Regions from separate parts of the Rattus norvegicus genome. Here region 2 is linked to region 1. A link is a contact called in public Hi-C data. All regions are on one chromosome and are shown on one strand. The core of a region is the stretch at or near the end of the contact, and the rest is flanking DNA. Distances in the headings are between cores, read along the strand shown.

The links. A called contact is a pair of places that touch in the nucleus more often than the background predicts.
Region 2: a Hi-C map of psoas muscle shows a contact between it and region 1, with 7 times the contacts expected there. The contact joins two enhancer-like sites. A contact is called at or near these places in 2 of 12 Hi-C or Micro-C datasets (mammary epithelial cells and psoas muscle).

The regions. Positions count from the first base shown.
Region 1 is chr11:84,266,147-84,268,846 of GRCr8, reverse strand. No RefSeq gene overlaps it. Among named protein-coding and RNA genes, the nearest start is that of Hes1, 54 kb to the right of the region's middle. Within about 2 kb of position 1,331, at least 71 of the 93 cell types and tissues checked have an H3K27ac peak or open chromatin away from gene starts, as enhancers often do.
Region 2 is chr11:84,540,931-84,543,630 of GRCr8, reverse strand. It overlaps LOC134481019 (a long non-coding RNA gene), which reads right to left. Exons shown (of 2, transcript XR_010056167.1): 2 at 1,181-1,526. Among named protein-coding and RNA genes, the nearest start is that of Opa1, 150 kb to the left of the region's middle. Within about 2 kb of position 1,355, at least 9 of the 93 cell types and tissues checked have an H3K27ac peak or open chromatin away from gene starts, as enhancers often do.

The sequences.
Region 1 (2,700 bases), core at 82-2,581:
GAGGCTGGCCTCGAACTTGTGATTCTCCTGCCTCGGCTTCCTCCGTGCAGGGGTCATAGGAATGTGGAACCACACCCTACTCAGATTTATGTTCTACAGATGGGAGATTTGAGACCGAAAGATTAGCCTGACCGAGGTCACACGTCTGGGCAACAAGGTTCTGAACCTGTGATAAATAGTGTTGACAAGCGTTCATGAGGGGGTGCGCTCAACCGGCAGAATGGCTGTCACACGCAGAATTCTGTGTTGTTGATGGGGAGGGTCAGGGAGTTTACATAGAAGAGTAGCACTTCTTTGAATGAGAAGCAGGAGAGAGAAAGAGACTAGTTAGGCAGGCTGTGACTGATGCCATAGTCAGGGACAGAAATCAAGTGCAATGGGGGACTTCAGGAGAAGCAGCTGTTGAACTAGATGAGGTCAACCTGGGAAGACCCACAGAGGTGAGTGGGTCAGCACCCACTGTCAAAGACAAGCAGGGTGAAGAAACAGAAATAGATCAAGTGGAGGAGAGCTGGGTACAGCAGAGAACCCACCCACCAGGCCCCTAGTCTCCTAGGGTGATCCCCCACACACCTCGACCCCTCAAAAAAGCAGCAGGAGGCTGATGCTAGGTGAAGCCACTGGATCCCTGGATTCTTGAGGTTTGCCCCCAGCCCCATCTGTTGGCGTCCCAACTGCCCTGGAAGACAGGACACCACAAGAATCCTTGGCTGAGGAGACACTTGGCCTAGGAGTGGAGAACTTGGCTTGGAACAAAGGCACACTGAGCTGTCTCCATTCTTGGATGGCTGCCACCCAGAATGTGACTTTGCCTACATCTCCCTGCATGGCTAGGCATTGGAGACCTTGGCCCTGGCAGACTTCTGGATTCATGTGACTCTCACCCGATGGCTAGAGGGGAGGCTGACCCCACATTGAGGTGGAGGGCTCTTGCCTAGCTCCCGGAGGGAAGGGTCAGGCAGAGTGGAACCTCTTGCTCAGGGCTGGCAGGGTCCAGACTGGAGCTGTCACACAATTCCAGTGAGGCCGGTCCCCTGCCTAGCCCTCCGTTCTCTGGCCCTTCCCGGAAAGAGGTCACCGCCCAGGAGCTCTCATAACAGGGACTCTCTGTGTCCAAGGCCGGCCTGGTGGAGCAGGAGGATGCAGAGGGCCAGCGGGGGCAGGAGAAGGTCGTGCTGGGCCGCTCGCTGCGGGTGGCGCCGCAGCCCCGGGTCGCAGGCAGGGACCGGGCGTGTGGGAGGAGAGGCGGCGCGCGCTCGGAAGTGGCCCCGGGCGGCCTCCCGGGCGGGCGGCTCCTGTTTCCCGGCTCCCGAGCGGGCGGGCGCGGGCCAGCTGCTGGGAGGTGAGCGGAGCAGCGTTTTCCCACAGTCTGGGGCGGTGACACATGGCGCTCACACATTCCACAGCCGGCGGCCGCGCCAGGCCTGGCGGTGAGTCAAGGCAGCGCGGGGAGCTGCCGAGAGCAGGTTCCGACTTTGGCACCCGGCGCGCCGCCTTCCCGCCTTGCCCAGCCGGGCGGGGGCGGAGGGGGAGGGGACGCCGGTTAACCCTTGGCGAGCTAGGCGTGCCGCAGCAGAGGCTCGGATGCAGGCCCACTGAGGAGGGAGTTGGGGGAGATGAATGCATCACTACTGGGGAAACCAAGTCCCGGGTGCGTTCTTTGCTTTTTCAGACGAGGGGGTGGGGTGGGACGGGGGTTGGAGGCGGTATCTTTAATCCAAATTGGTCTGAATTCACTGTGCCTTCGAGCTTCTGGTGATGCTCCTAGTTACAAAGCAGAAAACCCGAGAAGTTGCTCCTTCGAGAAGGTGCCACTCCTGGCTTTTAGATTCAGACACTGCCAGAGAGACTGGAGGGGTAAGGAGAAGGCTAACTATCACTGTCCCTTCATCAAGACTCTCCCTTCTGAGCCTGACCGCTGTGACCAGGACCCGCTCCGGTGTGTGTTCATCGACTGGATCAGAAGTTTGGATCGCAGTTCATTCTGGCAGTAGTTGTACAGATAGAAGGAAACAGCTGGAAGCCTCTGCGGACAAATGCACACCCACATAACCACACACCAAAAAAGGAGGGGGACTGTGACTGTGGTGGGTGTTGTCCCCATGGGAAGGCCGAGCACTCCAAACGTGGCTTCCCTTGGGCGTGTGTGACCTCTGCTTGACTTCTGCAGCTGTTGCTGCAACCATTCCCACCCCGATCTCTGCACCCACGTATTCTGAGACCACACAAGCCTGCAGCTTTCTTCAAACTTTAAGGTCCCACAGACCAAGTTTCAAACTTCGCGTTTTTTTTCTTTTGAGTAATGTAGCCCAGGCTAGCCTTGGATCTTACAGGAGCATGCCGCCACACCCAGCACCTGGTTTATTAGAGAGACTTAAGTGAAGTTCCAGAAGTTAGGACCGGTAAACTTCACTTCGGTGTCTAGATGTAGTTCAGATTGTCGTCCCCCCCCCCCCACACACACACACACAACCTTTTCCTCTCGCCTCCCTACAGCAGGTACTTGTGAGCCCCTCCCCCACAGACCTGCCAATCACCATCTCTAAGCATCACAGGAAGTGTGTCTTCCAGGGCTCAGATTTTGTAGAACCTAGTAGGACTTTTTGAGCTCTTCTTTTGGTTGGGGAAATAAACCACGCCTAGCCTCTGACTAAGTCAATAAGTGCTCAGTTATGCTAGTGTGATCAAAGGACCGGCCAA
Region 2 (2,700 bases), core at 106-2,605, 270 kb before region 1:
GTAGTTGCTGGGATTTGAACTCATTACCTCTGGTAGAACAGTCGGTGCTCTTAACCACTGAGCCATCTCTCCAGCCCGGGGCTACACAATTTAAATACCACATTTAGACATTTAAATGTTTGCTGTGTGAGCCAGGCTGGCCCAGACTCCCAGCACAACAAACAAAGGGTTAGGATAGCAAGGGTCTTTTGCCTGGAGTGGGGAAGTGGGGGTGCATCCAAATTTAGGGTGAAAGCTTTCCCCCGTGTCCTCTGGGGCCTGGGACTAGAACAAAGTCACCAGAACCTTTGAAAAGAAGATGCCCTTGGGTCCCAGACAAGATGGTGAGCACTAGACAGATGTGTTCAGATTTGAGTGTGCACCTCAGGGATGAACTGGCATGGTTTTCCTTGAGGAAAGGCCCAGAGGCCTGGCTCAGAATCACCTGCCTGCCATTAACTTTGGGAGAGATGATCCCACAGATAACATTTCTCCCTACCAACAGTCTAGTCCTGTGTAAGAAGCTGAGGATAAGCTCTTGGATCAGATGAACAGCACACAGCAGCTCTCTGTCTTCCTGCAGAGGGAAGCCAGTGTCCCCAAGACAAGGACTGTGGCATACTCCCACACCCCTCTCCAGACACATAATAGCAGGTGTGACCATCTTCTTATACTGCCCTTATAGCTGTTTCTTAGGAAAAGAACTTGGATCATTAGGAGAGGAGACAGGGCTACATTCCCAGCCATTCTTGCAGCTGGAGTGGTCAATGAGATGTGAGCAGAAGTCACCAGGTGGTCTTCAAGGGGGCTGACTTATTGGATGGGGCCTCATGGCGACCCCTGCATTTTCCTACTTCCTTTCTGGAAAGCACTGAGAAGGCAGGGGCTTATGGTCATCTTGGCCCATGAAGCCATAGAGCCAAGAGCTCTAGGATGCTTGATGATCCTGTGGACTGCAGCCTCTCTACACATGTATTCTCAGACATCTCTGCCAATTGTGCCTGAATCTGGCAAAAATCATGGTGACTAGGATGTGGTTGGTCTGGGCCAGGCAGACTTCCTTACACACACTCATACACAGTGAACCCCTGATGCCTGGAGACGCACACAGGTTGTCTGTGGCCTAGGGGGTCAAGCTGGGGCTGAGCCTGGCAAAGGCAAGATGTTAAACAGTGAGTGTCTGTGCTTTAAAACAACAGTCTTAAAAGAAAGAAAGTTTCACCTTAAATTAGGGATCAGTTTGAGCCCTCTGGCTCTGAGGTAGGAGCCAGAGATGTCCTGGCTGTCCTGGGTGGAGGTGTGCGGGGTGTTGGGAGAAGTGGCTTCTTGGGCAGCCTCTTTCAAGTGTCTCCATCCTTTGGACCCATAGGGGGCACTAAGGAACTGTGGATCTTGTCTTCTTTCTAGCCGAGGTCTGTGCTAAGACCTCCAGACCTTCAGCCATCCCTGGAGGAGCTGTGGAAGAGGGATGAGGGCTAGCGCAGGGCATGACTAGGTTCTAGTAGATGGAATGAAGTCTTCTCTCACCTCCCATCATGCTTAACGATCTAAAATGTAAAAAGGGGAGAATATGTGATTCAAAAGCCCGAAGACAAAACCACTGACCTCCCAACTCTGTCACCCCACCATAGGGGCGGCCTTCTCCCTTCCAACCCCCACCTTAGATTAGGAAGAGGCCTGGGAGACCACTCACTTGGCAGCCGAGGAAAGAGAAGGCCCGCAAGGCTAAGCAATGAGTGCAAAGTGAAGCCAGCCACCAGCCGCTGCTCTGGGACGGTAATCTCGGTGTTCCAACTTCCAGTCTAGCGGCGCCCCCACCCCCATGCCCAACACGCCCCCTCCACTGCCTGGGCCACATTTGTTTTCTTTTCCGGGCCCTGGGGGACTCTGGCAGGGCTGGGGGTCTGATGTGAACTGGAATCTGTTCAATTTCACCTCTCATTGCGCCTGCCAGCTCCGCTGACGGAGGCAATTAGAACCAGACATCCCACAAGGGCATTCCAGGAAGCTCTCTTAAAATTCCACAGCGGCTGGGGACTTGCCTTTTCCTGCAGGGATCATCTGGTGTGTAAATAGCTAGTTGTGTAAGACACGGGATGGGAGGAGGGAATCTCTCTCCCTCTTACACACACACACACACAACACACACACACACACACACACACACACACACACACACACCCAATACGCATTCATCCACAGAGAGACAAAAAAATCCCAGCAACCCTATTACTTTTAACCTTCTGAAGGGAGAAGTTAGGAATTTACAGGCCTCCCCTGGGAGCATCTAATTGCTTGCTTCCTGGGATGGCTGCCGTGTTTGCCTTGGACGGTGGGTGGCAGGGACACTGGGGAACTAGGGCAAGACGTCCCAGGCTCTCTTCTACCCACTGCAGATGGCTGTTCCCCACTCTCTCCCCCGACTTCTCAGGGATAGGCTTGTAGGGGTTGGAGGTCAGTGTAGCTAGTAGTCATATATAACTACCCGTGGTCACGAGGAAGCCACAAAGAGGAAATGGGAAGGTGAAACTCTGGCTCAGAAGCTGTCTATTTCCTCTAACCCACTTTACACCCCTGCATTGGAAACGGGGCAGCCCCGGGGGCCAGGAGCCAACAGGAGCCCTGTTTTCCAAGCTCCCATTTCTCTGTTGTCACTTGAAACCTGGCTTTGGCCAACAATGTGCTACTGTGTAAGCAGACCCACAGAACCTTTTGTGGGAG